2 separate regions of the Gossypium arboreum genome follow, and region 2 is linked to region 1. Evidence: chromatin contacts called from public Hi-C data. All regions are on one chromosome and are shown on one strand. Each heading gives the region's core, a stretch centred on a gene start, on an enhancer-like site or on the middle of the called end of the contact. The rest is flanking DNA. Distances are from core to core; before and after follow the strand shown. Region 1 has its middle 8.0 kb from the start of LOC108475405. Region 2 holds the start of LOC108474485 (bidirectional sugar transporter SWEET1).

Region 1 (7,967 bases), core at 3,134-5,633:
GGCTTTCCTACATGTTGGTCTCTTCCTCAGAAATTTGTTTATTCTCACTATCAGCCAGTTGATTCAGAAGTGGCCTTAAAGCAATATAAATTACTAAAGAGGGGGTGAACACTTAAACTGGTGGAGACTATTAGAGTTAGGAATGTCTTCCAATATTGTTTATAGAATCTAAGTCCAAACTATCGTTGGGCAACTGACCCCATTAATTGGTTAGATGATTACAATGTGCCTTCAGATTCCGAGGCCTGGCCTTTTAATGCTATGAGCAATCTAGCACAAGTTTTAATTGGGCGTATAAGGGAACCTCCCTTCTTTTTCTATGAAATTTGTGGGATTCATTCTCACTTCTTCTTCTTCTTCTTCTTCTTCTTCTTCTTCTGCTAAGGAGAGCGCTACTACTGCCCCTCGAAGAAATTAGCAATGAAGAAAAATTAGAAGAGGCCCAGAGTAAGTGAGGGTACTCAAGAATCTGAAGAGAGCGAGTGCCCACAACTAACACGGCATAAACTTAGAAAGGGGTTACTAACACTAAAAATTCTCCAATTCTAGCACTTTATGCAATTGTAATGAAATCCGCCCAATCTGTAGACTCTCCAACTCATAATGTTGATCCTTCACTAGCTGAGGTCCCAGCAGCAACTTTACTCTCAGAATAGCTAGTGGTTCCCACTAGTTCTCCTCTTTGAAGGTTTTCCACGTGTTCGTTCCACTCCACTTTTACTATCTCGTTATTTATACGGATTGATCCCAACAACTTTTATTCTAGCTCTCAATTCTTTCAATCTACTAATAAAACTAGTTCTTCATTAGGTAAGGGTTATTTTGCAGCATATATGGCCTCAACTCCTCGAACTTTTCCTGGTATTCCTGAACTGTAGTTTTCTAAATCAGTTTATTAAATTCTTCAATAACATCTGAACATGTTCTATTACAAAATCTTTAGCGACGACCAACAGAGAAATCTTGCCATTACACATACCCCTTTTGCATAATGTAACAATCATACCACACTTCAGATTTGTTACGATCAGAAATAGAAAAAATTGCAAAGTATTTCTGACATTTTTTAACCTATCCCCTAGGATTAATCCCGTCAAAAGTAGACAATTCTGTTTTCGGTCTACAAGCAAAAGCATTGTTACTTGTGCCAGAGTTAGACCCTTCTATATAATCGTTGTTTTGACAATGACTGCCATTTAACCCTGATAGAGTATTTGCTAGCAATCCAGGTTGATTTAGCTCATAACTATACTTTCCATGTTCATCAATAATAGTGACTTCAATAAGGGCTCTTACAGTTTCTTCTATTAGGAATAGCTACAGTGATTGAAGGTAGTTGGATGCTTGTATTAGCAAGTTCTTCGGCAGGGTTCTAACATCACTATGGGTTTTCCTTTTTGCATCATCAACTGTAGCATCCTAGACGTGCAAAAAACTTGATTTTCAGAGCAGTTTATCATTATTTTCAACTAACTTGGCTTCAATCCTTTTTCTTTGTTCTTCCCACCAAGCTAGTATCGTCTTCTCAACTGCTTTTAAACCAATTTACAGTGCTTGCATTTGTTCCTGTAATGAGTTCAACTTGGTATTTTCTACCATTTATTTCTTGTTTCTGGTTCTTGCCAGTGTAAAGGTGGATACTAAGCTATGAATATCAATTGTCACAGAATTTGCTGTACAGGTAAAAGGTTCGAGGAAATGAGAAGAATGAAGAAAGGATCAGAGAGCATGGTAGAATTTAGAAACAAAAAAGGTCTTATATTTCATTTATAGAATTCTCAGTACATACGTGCACTATATGTAAAAAAAAAAATGCTACTACATAGCAAAATTTAGCAATTAACAACATATATTGAGAAATAGAAAGTGATTAAATATTATTTCGAGGATATTTTTATATTTTTATATAAAATTTAAAATACAAATGATGTATAACATTTACTTTCTCAACTTAATCACTTCAATTAGAGTTGTATTTAGTTTTTATTCCAATTTATGTAATAATTTAATTTAATTTAATTTAATTGATTCTTTATTTATTAACTTCAGTTTATCTCTCAAAATTCTATTCAACTTTTAGAACAGACTCTCTGAAATCAACTGATGAGCGAAGAAGAAAACAAGATTGATGTTTCAAAGTAAATGTTGGTTTTTAAGCTTTAGTTGGGCTTCTTACTTCATTAAACCCTTTTATATAAATTTGGACTTGATTTTCTTTAAACTTACAAGCTAATTTGGGCTTGTTAATTGAATTAAAAATAGGCTTAGTCTAAGTTATTGTTTAATATAAAATTTAATATTTTGATGATTAAATTTTAAATCTTTTGATAATTCGTAATAAAAATCAGAATTATAAAAAGTAATAAATAAATAACTATTTACCGCTTAGCATAATAATTTCATTTCATTTCTTTTAACATTATAGTATCCTTTAAACCATATATCATCCTATAACCAAGTGTAGAAATAACACTCTTTTAAGAAAAATAAAGATATAAATATAAAATAAAAATTTTATAATTCACATTGTGTAACAAATATATTATAAAATTTTATATAATTAATAAATAAAACTTTGTTTGAATTGATGAACTACAAAAGTTAAAAACTATAAAAGTTTGGGTTTTTTTTTATTGTTATGTTTTATATAAAATATAAAATGATAAAAAAAAATTTCAACAAATACAATATAATTTGTAATGTTAGAGTTGTGTGACTTAAATTCCTGTTAAAATAAAATACAAGTGGCAAGATAGGGGTTCTACGAGGGCAAAGGCTAGTGCCGAAGTGAAATCCATATAGAAGTTTACTTCCTCTATTTGATGTTGATTAGAATAAAGTATTTTAACTTTACTACATTACTTTTATTTGACTTTGATTAAATATAATTTTACAAACCTATAAATAAACGTAGCCTATATTCCTATTGTAAAATTCGAATTTCGACATAGTAAATTTTATTCTTCTTTGCTCGTTGTATTTTCCCGAAAGGATTTTCACGTAAAATTTTACATGTTCTTTTCTCTCTTTCTTTGCAATTCATTGTCTTTATCGGCGTTCAATTTTTCACATGTAAAGTAAGAGTATTTTCATCAATACTCAATCGATTTAATGCTTGATTGGCTCATGACAGTAACTTAATCAAGTGCTTAATATATAGTATGAATAAAAGAAATGGGTAAACTACTTAATTAGCCACTGAATTTTTGCAAGTTCTTATTTTAGTCACCTAATTATGACAATTTTTAATTTGATCACTAAACTATTCGAATTTATTTTTATTAATCACTGTGTCACTAAGTTTGAAACAACTAGATGATGCGGCCATTATAAACTACATGAATGGTCACTCAACTATGAGAGTGTTTCTGTTTTGATAATCCAACTATATAAAAAATTATTTAGTCACTAATGTTTCCAAAATTAATTTTTTTAGTAACATGCCATTAAAGTTATAACAAATGTTGGACATAGACTTTTTTTATTGATCTAATAACAAATTTTACCATTCAATATTTATATGTTCTATCAATTTAGTCCTAATTCTAAAAAATATCAATAAATTTTAACTCTAAACATTCTTACTAGTGTTTGGCTCTAGAAAATTTTTTAATAATTTTTTATTTGACTCTAGTAAGACTTGAGTTTTTTAGGCACAAAAGAACCACTATTTTAACATAAAAATTTACAACAAAAACAATAATAAACAACTTTCCGACGATTTATTATCTCTTTGGCGTCGGAAACTAAAAACCTTTGAATTTTCTAGTGTCGAAAAAACATTGTTTAATCTAAAGTGTTAAAAAAAATTTACCAACAGCTTAAGATTTTTTGTGGCATAAGAAACTAGAAACCTTTGAATTTTATTGCAGTGAATAACACCACCTAACATGAAATTAATAAGTTTTGTAAATATTAAATGTTAAATTTTTAAATTTTTAAAAATTGAACTAATTTATAGAAGATATAAATATTGAATGGCTAAATTTGTTATTAAAGACATGGTGATTAAAAAATTTAATGATTAAATTGAAAAATTTTTATAATTAGATAATTAAAACAAAAACATTCTCATAATTAAACCATCATTAATATAGTTTATGACAGTCATGTTATCCAACAGTTTCAAATTTAATGGCTAAAATTATAAATTTAAATAATTTAATGATAAATTAAAATTTTCACCAAAATAAAACACAAAAATTCAGTATATTGAAGGAAATTAACGTGGTATTCGTTTATCCTTTTTGGAGCGGTCGTATAATCACCGTTGATAAAAAACCGAATTTTGGATAACATATTAAGTAATGTAGTCCTCTCCACATGTTAATAGGGTGCAGTGTAGTGCTTTTTGTCCCTGTGCAGTGTGCATCCGTGAGCCACACATTAATTAAATTTTTCTTTTTTCAGAAAACACACATTAATTAACTTTATTCTATACGCTATACATGTTAATAGATTTGCTCCTAAATTTGACAATTTTCTCATATTAATCCCTAAATTTCTTTTATCATATTGGTTATTAAGGTTGGCATGTGTTATATAGACTGGTCTCTACATTAACACCGTGTATTTTTTTAAGAATTTGTTGATGTGGATAAGTATGGGGTTAAAATTTTATTTTTTATATATTCAATTTTTTTGAATTTTTTTTCAAAATTTAAAGTTTTTTTTTTAATTTTTTAAGAAAAATGAATCTACATGTCGTCCCTTTATTTCTTCACATTTCGCTCTCATACTTGTCCACATCAGCATATTCTTCAAAAACAAATTGTGTTAGTGTAGGGATTAATATGTTTAGTGGATGCCAATTTTAGGGACTAATATGATCCAAAAAAAAATAGAGGTCAATGTGAGAAAAGTTGTCAAATTTAGGGGTTAATCTATATATTAAGCCTTAAAAAACTAACGATGTTAACAATAAGGACCAATTTATGTAAGAGATACCAACTTTAGGAAGTAATGCGATAAAAAAAAGTTTAGGGCCAATTTGAGAAAAGTTACCAAATTTAGGGGTCAATCTATATATTTAGCCAAAAAAAAAAACTAATGTATAACATTCCTTTGAAGTATTAGTTATAAGTTTAAACTTTGATATTGTATTTTTTTTTAAGTAGTTTTTTAATTTTTACATAAATATTTATTGAAAAGAATATTTTAGTTATTTTCTAGTGACTTTGATCCAATTAGAGGGAGATATATGCGCTCTTCTGCTTCTAGCCTAGCCCACAGGATTATGATAAAAAGTTCACTGTTTTTGGATTTATTCAAATTAACTTTTTTTCTTCAAAAGAATTTGTTTTTGGATCAAATCAAATTTATTGGTTTAAAGTTTTGCTACTTTTTTTTAATAGTGAAATACTCATTAAGTCCTTATCAAATTTGTTAGTTCCTTCAATTTTTTACTAACTAAATTCTGGATTTTGTAAAAAATAATTCCAGCATAAAATAAAATTTATCATATTATTACAAAAAAAATGTTTTAACTTTTATAAGGGAAATTAGTAAAATTTAAAAATTATCACAATATTTAGAATATATGTCTGTATTTAAATTTTTTATATGAAATAGAAAATTTGAAACTAATAATAATAATCAGATTATGATAAATTCATAATATGCGTGAAAAATAAAATTATGTAATAAATATGTATTTTTAAAATTGATATAAATAATAAATGAGGTTTTAGCTTAATGGTAAAATATAAATCATAAATATGGAAAATTAAAGAGACATGGATTCAAATTTTATTGTGTGTATATATTTTTTATTTTTATTTTTGTAAAAGATATAAAATGATAAAAATTCCTCAAAATAGTATAATTCACTTTGTAAAGTGAGGATATTTTTGTCTTTTCTAAATTGAGTTGATACATGATTAACTCGATGATATCAATTTAATCAACGGTTTATGATAAATTAGAAATTTTATCACATGAGTATGCGTATGGAAACTACATATTTAGAATACAAATATATGTTTAAAAATAACATACAATAAATAATGAAATGTATGGTTTAGAATTAATTAATAATATAAGAAATATATATGATATTAAAATAAATAAAATTAGATTAAATTGTAAGTAAAACTAAATTTAAACATATGAATATATCATTAAGAATACTAAATGAATACAATTATTTATCGTAGTGTTGTTATCAATGCTAAGTTGGTGTCGAATTATTTTATAACATCATCTCAATTTTATTAATATATACAATTGGCAGAGTAATAAAGTGTACATAATAAAATTAAAATGTATAAAAAATAACTTTGGTCGAGTGATAAATTTAAAGTTTTATTAATGCCAGTGATGTGAGTTTAAATTCCTCCATATGCATACCTTTTGTTGTTGTTTTTTTAACTAAAAACACTAAAATACACTTAATTAATCTTATTTTAGACATGAATAATTTCTCTAACCGAATTGGTACCTGGTTAATTTATAACACCAACACAATTAGAAACTTAAATAATATTACATAACACATATCTATTGGATTTACAGTTTTGAAATTTCTTTTTGTATTTTATATCTTGTTTGATAAACTAAAAATTAAGTATTGAAAATTTAAATCTTGAAAAATTATGTGCTCAACTTAAATTATAAAATCTATTTGGTATATTATTATTTAAAATTAAATATGAAATACAATTAAATTCTTTGATAAATGTAAATTTTAGAGGTAAATTATTTAAAGGATAATATTAAATACTTAAAATAAATTAAAATTTTCTACAAGTAAGTAACTCCTTTATCTACTTATCATTTTTCACACTTTTTTATTTTTAAAATATATTATATGTTTTTATATGAAATATGGTTAAAAATTTAAATTAGTGAATATATTATTTTTTAGTTGATTTAAACTTTTCAATAAATTATCAAACAACACCTATTTTTTATATATTAAAAAACTGTTTTTTTATAATTGTTGAAGGAAAAAAATTTATAGTTAAATAAGTACACATTTTATTTTCTTTAATCCATGAATATCCTTAATTTTAATAGACATAATAAAATTTTTTTTGAAGGTAGAAGTAATAATATTTTTATTTTTAATAATTCAGCAATTATGCTTATATGAGATTTGATATGACAAAGGTAAAAATTTTGCTTATTTGGGCAATTTTGAAGAAAATGGTATTATTAATAGGAACATCAACAATAATAATATAAAAATATGGTATATAGTACAAATTATAAAAATTATTATAAACTAATGCACAAATGTCATGGTAATTTGATAGTAACTATAACATTGGAATAATTTAGAAACAAACCAAAGATGCATCAACTTGATCAAATTATTGAAATATGCATTCTAGCCTTGCTATCATCAAATCAGCTTAATGATGAACACTGATCAACAAGAAAAAACTACTAAAAGCCTCAAGAGACCTACCGCATCAGTGATGCACAAAAGGAAGTCTCAAATGATCTATCCTCCTCATCATCATCATCTCGAATCTATCGCCATCACTATGATTTATTATGATAAAGTCTTTCGAGAACGGTTCCTAAAAAATCGGGTGGCACCCTTATATTGACAAATCTCACATATACATCAAAATATGACTAATAATTGAAAGTAAAATAAAATCACATATACTTTCAAAGAAAACAGACTAAACAAAATAAAAACCACAAAAAATATAGACAAAAAAAACCATAAAATTATAGAAAAAATCACGATAATATAGGCTAAAATTAAAAATAAAATAAAACTATAAAAACCAACTCAAAAGTTCACCCACTACTACAATTTTATTTGTTTGTTTACTATTACAATCACAAATTTATTTGTTGAAAAATCTCATCTAAAATTTTAACTAAACATATGGGATTATGAAAATTATCAAACAAAACATAAAACTATGTCAAAATTACAACAAATTTTCTCTATCAGTTTAATTTTTGTATTTAAATTTAGATAGATTAAAAAAAGTAATCACAATAGT
Region 2 (7,967 bases), core at 2,263-4,762, 37 kb before region 1:
TGGGTTAAGGGTTTTAGGGGTTGATAGGTTTATTGGATCACCTTATAAAATATTTTATTTTAAAACATTAATTTTGGTCTACGAAAGTTGAGAAAACAGATTCGGGAGTCGGTTACGTACGAGGATGGTTAGCACCCTCGTAACGCCCAAAAATTGGTACCTAATTGATTATCAAGTGTCTTTAATGTCGGAAATTTGAAAGTTTTAAGATACAAACCTCTTTAGAATATTTTGATTTTGAAAATTAAGGTTCACTTGTATCAAATGAATCAAAATATTACATCCAATAAGTTAGGAAGCAATATTTTAAGACATTCGAAGCTAAGCTAGCCCTTTTGAAAATCCCTATCTCAAAACGACAAAACACCATATCCATGAAGTTAGGATACAACGCTTTGAAATTTCGAGACGGTTGCTCGTATTTTGAAAACCTTAAAATCTTAGAAGGGTGCTTGACTATTTGAACTCAACGAGAAAAGTCGCAACCAGAAGTTAGGGCACTACCTTTCTCAAGTTTCCAAATACCAAGCATTGCCTTTTTATTTTGAAAACTTTTGAAACTCGTTTTAATTAATGCATGAAGAGCCATATATATACACATTATAACATGTAAGATAGCATATTACAATAATAGATAGCTAAGACATGCATTTAAATAGTATGATAGTAATAATATAAAGGTCCTATACTAGATCCATACATAAATATAGCCAATCTTAGTTATATAACAACATACATATTAAGATATACATAGCATATATTGAAGATGAATAAGCAAAATGTATGAACATACAAAGTAATAATTAATTAAAAAACGATGCATGATATACAATTAGATATATAAATATATATACAAAACAAATGTGATAATATATAAAAATAATAATAATAATGTAGTAATATATATATATCAAACAAGCAACACTTAATAATATTATGAACTAGCACTTAATATATAAATAATATAAAATATAATAATATATAAAAGATTTAATACGTATTGAAATATAAAATACAGTGAGTAATTAAAAAAATATGCATATATAATTAAAATACAATATTTAATAATGCATGATAATAATAAATATATATATATATATGTAATGAAAAAAAACTTAAATAAATATAATGAAATGTAATATGAAATATGTATAATAATAATAATAATGTAACAAATATTTTACATATAAAATATAATAAAATAAATAATATAAAAATAAATAAAAATAAAAAACAATATATATATATATATATATATATAAAATAAAATAAAATATATAATAAAAGAATTTGTTTTTAAAAAATGATAATAATAATCTAATGAAGAATATATACTATTTTATATAACTTATTTTTTTTAAAAAAATAATATAAAATAAAAAGGATTAAAATTAAATTTAATTAAGAAATTTGGGGGTTAATTCGCAAAATAATAAAAATTCTGGGCCTGATTGAAATGCGCATTAAATTCAGAGGACTCACTGGGCAATTTAGCCCTAATCCCAAAATGACACCGTTTCCCAAATACCGTTTTAAAATCATTGTGAGGACTAAATTGAAACAAAATTAAAACGTTAGAGTTAAATTAAAAAATGAATAAAAATGAAACTATAAATATTAAAATTGCGAGAGGACCAATTGGGCAATTAACCCACTTTACAAAAACACGCGGATCCTCCCCGGGTAATCGGGTCAACACGCGGACCCTGAGGCTTGAAATGACGCCGTTTTATGCTTATTGAGTTAAACTAAAATGCCATCGTTTCATTTGGGCTATATAAGCCAAATTCTGAACTTTAAAATCATTTTTGCACCTGGTTCAGAAAAAAAACGAGAGAAATCCTCTGAAATTCTTCCCAGTCCTCTAAGCTCCGGCCCTAGGCCGGTCTGCTCCGTTCATTGGACCTCCGTGCTCAGCCTCATGCGCCATCACCAAATCCGCCACACACGGCGGTCAGGATCCGAAAAGCTTCGCTTTTCTCGGCGAATCTAGAAGGTACTCCTCTCTCTCTCTTTTTAATGTATTATATGTAGGTTGCTTACAATAAAGTAAAAAAAATAAAATAAAAGTAGAAAGAGAACAATAGATCACCTTCGTTTCTCGTGAAATCTTTTTGATATATTATTGCAAAAATATTTGGTGTACAATATCTTTGTGGTGTTTTTCTCTCTGTGTGTGTATCGAAAGTGTCCTCCCTTTTTACAGATTCCTAGAAAGGCTTTATAGCCTTAAACTGACATATTTTAGGAAAGAAATCACAAGATTTCTTTTCCATATCTTATTCTAATCTGCCTACTAATTTTCTTTCCTTTTTCGCAGGAAAATCGCGAAGATCCCTGTGGCAGACTCGTCGGCGTTGATGGAGACACGAAATCTGGTGGTGAGGAGCCCTAGGTATGCTGAGAAGTCCATTGATGACCTCGACAGTGCATTGATGGCCTTGATTCGGGGAGCAGGACAGACGCTCCCTAAAGCTTCCAGAAAATGTTGCGGCGCTAGGAGGGAAAGGCAGAAACCCGAGGGTTTCCTGCCTCAGTGTAAAAGTTGGGCCAATTGGGCCACTTAAGTTTTGTAATTGGGTTAAGGGTTTTAGGGGTTGATAGGTTTATTGGGTTTAGTGTATGTGTTAGGCTTCGGGTGTATTTGGGTTACACGGGTATTGGTTATGCGGTTTGTTTAAGCTTGGGCCCCAATGCTTGGGCTTTGTAACCTGGACTGTTAAATGGACTTTAAAATAAATATTTATTTATCTATTTTGCCCTTTTAAAGCCCGGTCAAATTTGGGCTATTACAGCAGATATTTGGGCAATTGTACGGTGGTCGAGGCTGAGCTTTGGGGAATCTTAAATGGCTTAAATCTTATTTTGGCTAGAAGTTTCGAAAGAGTCGTTATCCAAATGAATAGTATTGAAGCTGTTAATGCCATTTAATAAGGTTCTTCAGGGATTTCTAATTCTGCTCTCGTCAGAAGAATTCATTTTATTCTTAAAGCTCTAAAACAGTGGAACATTCAACATATTCCTTGCGAAGAAAATCTAATTACCGATAACTTGCCAAGTCAATTCGTTCCAAAATACCAGGCTTAAGATTGATTGAGGATCCTCCTATGAGGATTTAGTTTTTTACCTTCTTGTAATCCTTTCTTTTCACCAAAAAAAAAAATTATGAGTCTGTTTTATTCAATTACTCATAAATTATTTATTTAACATGGTTTGAGTTTAATTTTGGATAACCTGCTTTCTTATTCTTGATAAAATAACACCACAATGAATATTTCTTTTTTGCGCAATATTTTTATCGTAAAATTTGATTTTTAAATTAGAAATAAAGTATATTTGTATATCAAAATTAGGCTTAATAATTATAAATTTATATTTAAAAACTAAGAAATAGAAATAAATAATAAAACTTCAGTCTCACCTACTTTTATGAGCGTAACATTATCCAAATGAAAGAAATAAGGGAAATTGATTGATTCCTTAAAACAACAAACCTTGGAGACTGTATTTGTTTGAGCTATGGGTTGTTCTTCACGTAACTTCATTTCTAGTCATCCTCTCCTAACTTTCCTCTTCATTTATTTGTCCTTTTTTCTCCCTTTGCATAATTTATTCTTCCTTCTTCCAAATCCCCATTTCATTCAAGTATAAATATTGCATAACATTTGATTAAATCACTATTCTGATGTCACTATTCAAATCACATGGACTTGTTAAATTTTCATATTATCTGTAATACCAAAACAAGTTAAAGGGGGTAATGTGAATAAATTGAAAGTTTACGTCTTCGAATCCGTCCAATATCACTGTCAACAAAACCGCCTGTATCCAGGTTCCAGAGTGATATCAATTTTACCATGGTTTCTCGAGTATAAGAAGCAAGCAGAAATGGACGCTTCTCCTTACTGGGGGGGGGGGGGGGTCCTTTGGATAAGATCAAACACCACAACATATATTTTCATTTTTACTGTTCTCCAGTTAGTTTTCAACCGTTTTCTCTCTTCTCCCTTCTTCCCCTTATTTTCTATATAAACCGCCTTGCCTTCCTTCTCCATCCCCTTTCTTCTTATACTTACATCTTCACTCTGAATATTTGGGTTTTGGTTAAGGTTTCAACAATGGAGGTTTTGCATTTCGTGTTTGGTGTTTTTGGTGGGTTCTTCTGTTTCTTTTCATCAACTTTGTTTACTGTTTTTTTATTTATTTAAAATTTATGGTTTTCTCTGTGGTGTTTTTTTTTTTTTTTGGGTACAGGAAATGCCACTGCTTTGTTCCTCTTCTTGTCGCCGACGTATGTATAACAAAGCAACTGTTAAATTATTTTCTCGGGAAACAAAAACACAGACTAATCTTTTCTTTTATGAGTTTTGGTTTTAAATGTGAGAACTTTAAAACGGTTATTCTTCATCAGTGGAAGAACAACAAGTATTTTCTTTTCTTAGCCAGTTTTTTGGTTATTGGAAACACATCCAAACAAAGGCTAATTTTTTGCCAGTTTCTGGTTTTTGGAAACCAAGTTGAATCAACAAATATATTATCCCCCAAACAAAGAAAGGTGAAACCATTTGTTTTTCTTAATGTAGAAATTCATGTTGGTTTTTTTTCTTTTTAAAAATATAATTTTCCTCCATTTTCTAGTCTTCAAAATGGTTATAGATAATACTTGTTTACTTAAAATTTTTCTCTTCTCTACACATTTTGGGTATTTAAAAAAAAATTAAAAAAAAGAGAGAAAATTTCAATTACCATTCAAAGATTGATTTAAAACTAATTATTTTGTTAAATCATGTTTAAATTTTGAAGGATTACATTTAAGAGGATCATTAGAAGTAAGTCCACGGAGCAATTCTCTGGAATTCCCTATGTCATGACCTTGCTCAACTGTCTCCTCTCTGCCTGGTGAGTTTTTATATAATTCTTTTAGATGATGTCAAATTCTTTTTTGGAACTCCAAAAGTGTGAAGAACAAATCTTCTTTAAGTTTGTTATAATTATCTAGAAAAAGTTAAAACGCAGCCTTATCATTCATTTATGGCAAATCTTTATTTGTGGTTTGTGACAAATTTTCCTATAGGTATGGCCTTCCCTTTGTATCTAAAAACAACATCTTGGTATCAACAATCAATGGGACTGGTGCAGCAATTGAGTCCATTTATGTATTGATCTTCATCATCTATGCCCCAAAGAAAGAGAAGGCTAAAATATTTGGGCTTTTCACTTTTGTTCTCACTGTTTTCACGGCTGTGGCACTCATCTCCCTCTTTGCCCTCCATGGAAATGGCAGAAAGCTCTTTTGTGGCCTTGCTGCCACCATTTTCTCCATCATTATGTATGCTTCTCCACTTTCAATCATGGTAAGCCTCAACCTTACAAAAAAGAGGAAACCCTTTTTCTTTATTTGTGCTAATTCCATCCCTATCATTACAGAGGCTGGTGATCAAGAGCAAGAGTGTTGAGTTCATGCCATTTTTCTTGTCACTATTTGTGTTCCTCTGTGGTACTTCATGGTTTATCTATGGTCTCCTTGGTCGTGATGCTTTTGTTGCTGTAAGATATATGCCAAGTTCTTAAATCTCATATATTGTTTGTGCATCAAAATTGAGAGGCCTGCCATTGTGGTGTTGTTTTTTTCCTAGGTCCCCAATGGGTTTGGGTGTGGGCTAGGGACCATGCAACTCATCCTTTACTTCATCTACCGCAACAACAAGGGGTCTCAGGAAATTAAGAAGCCAAGTGGTAATGGAACAAGCATTGAGATAGGTGAGAAGAAACCCCACCAAGACAAGCAGCACCCCAATGGCAAAGTCCCTCAAGATGAACAAGTTTAAATCTTTTGTTTCAAATTTCAGTTTCCTGCATCTTAATTTCTTGTAATGAATTGCAAAAAAACACAAGTTAAGGATGTCAAAAATTGACAATTCCTTGTAATGAAATGCAAAATCAATTTGAATATGCCAAGAAATATATGAGAATGGGGTCGTGAAGTCTTGTTGATGTAAAAGTTTTAATTTTGGGCTAAAAAAGTGTTTTAATTTCTTTGTTGAAAACGACCTTCGGATTCTCTGATAAATGGTTGGACGATTCAGGTCCATGTAATAATTGTCATGGTCCAGCCACAGGGAAGAATCTTGGTCTAATTTCAACATCCCTTTGGACATTTAGGAAAATGCATATGTGTTGAAATCATATTTGATATAAACAAATTAAGCTTTACATTTTTATATAATATGGTATACCATAATTTTTTGTCTCCAGAGTTCACCAAAATTCAAAATTTTTATTTTATTAAATTTGGCGCAACTGCTGCCTGCTTTTTGGGGAAAAACTTCCATTTTGAGTTTATTATAAAATTGAAGGCATATGGTCCGAATGTAATATATATGTTTGAATCCATATATTATTTCACTCATGTTTTTATTACAAAATAAAAAATAAAAAATTAGATACTAAATTAGTGAAAATAAATTTTTATTTCTATTACCAAAAAAAAAAAATGGAGTCTTGATATGTCCTAAAAGATTTAGGTTGATAAAAATTATAAATTAAAATTTGTTAAAATCAACAAATATAAATATCCAGAAGATGAAAAGGTTGTTGATTATTTGTTTATTTAACCGAAAAGCCAAGAGCACAACATTAATAAGGTCATAGAATACTAATTAATTACTATAACATTAATTATAGTAATTATTAGTAATATTTCCCATGCTGCCACACGTACCATACAACAAAACCAACATGAAAATAAAAAGCAATACATAGGGATATCGGATGACACAATTAAGATAGAAAATTAGAGGTTGAATTTAACGCATCCTTTGCCACCTACTTTCCCTGCAATTTTCTTCGCCAGCTTTTCACCAACCTGAAAACTCAACTCATTCATTATCATCAATTCCAAACAAAATCTATGTATAAATTGAATCTTTCCAACTACATTTGTTATGTTTCGGGTTTGAAACTTTTCAAGTGTAGCTCAAGGTGTTGGTGGTACCTAAGAAAAGCTATATATTGTAGTTTCCGGGATTACTTACTGGTGGCGCGGGAGCTTTTCCTCTTCCTTTGGCGGAGGCTTTGATCACCGCAGCCTGAAAAGGAAATGTAAATTTTAGGCTTAGAAAAGATTGAGTAAATGCTAGCTGTACATATATATAAACAGATAGATAGATAAATGGATAGAACACCAATGCAGCTTGGTATTGCTTCTTGGTTAAAGTGAGAGGTTCATCCATCTCAAACGATGATGCCCTTTCAAGACTCGGAGAGGGTTGCCTTTCCATTCTTCTCCTTTCACACAATGGATCACCCCACCAGCTAGCTCTCTACTTCAAGCTCTATGAACCAAAAAACAAAAAGACAATAACAACAGAAAACTTGTTTTCGCTAAGGAATTAATTGTGTTTTGTTTAGTAATTTTTTTGCTCTTTTAAAACAACAGTCTCAGAGGAGACAAAAGAAACAAAGAGACAGAGAAAGCATCCAGCCAAAGTCACCATGCAATCGACGTCGTGGCAACCATCAGCGACTGGTTTCAACATTTGGCACCTTTCTTTTTTTCTTTTTTACTATAAGGAGTTCGAGAATAAAAACACAAGTTATACATGAATCAATTGAAGAAATAATTTTAAATTTCAATCCAAGCATTGGTCCAGTTGTTTATTTTCTCTTTTAAAACGTATTAGAACCTTTATTTAGGTGGTCGGTTTCTCTAGCTACCTTTTTCTTTTCAAATAAGGCCAAAAAATCTTTGAATGGCGACAACTTTAGCTCATGAAATACATACATGGCTAGAGCACTGCCAAATTTGAATTATTGTTAAATAAATTTTACCTTTATAGTCACACAAATATGTATGTGAAATTGAAAGAAGCATTAAGTTCAAGTTTTGCCACAATTATAAGTATTTACATACCAAAATAAATGGCAATTGGGATATCTGAACCCTATACTTAAGCATACAAAATTAT

What was found. A called contact is a pair of places that touch in the nucleus more often than the background predicts.
Region 2: a Hi-C map of leaf shows a contact between it and region 1, with 1.8 times the contacts expected there. The contact joins the promoter of LOC108474485 here to the enhancer-like site in region 1. A contact is called at or near these places in 2 of 5 Hi-C or Micro-C datasets (both in leaf).

Annotation. Positions count from the first base shown.
Region 1 is chr3:125,917,982-125,925,948 of ASM2569848v2, reverse strand. No RefSeq gene overlaps it. Among protein-coding and RNA genes, the nearest start is that of LOC108475405, 8.0 kb to the right of the region's middle. Within about 2 kb of position 4,383, at least 1 of the 2 cell types and tissues checked has an H3K27ac peak or open chromatin away from gene starts, as enhancers often do. A contact at or near this core is called in leaf, where this site is marked.
Region 2 is chr3:125,954,492-125,962,458 of ASM2569848v2, reverse strand. LOC108474485 (bidirectional sugar transporter SWEET1) reads left to right here and starts at 3,512. Exons shown (of 6, transcript XM_017776424.2): 1 at 3,512-4,152; 2 at 4,255-4,291; 3 at 4,804-4,899; 4 at 5,075-5,354; 5 at 5,428-5,547; 6 at 5,637-6,001. The coding sequence starts at 4,119. The coding sequence ends at 5,828. LOC108475676 (a long non-coding RNA gene) reads right to left here and starts at 7,562. Exons shown (of 3, transcript XR_001870006.2): 1 at 7,185-7,562; 2 at 7,035-7,088; 3 at 6,573-6,865.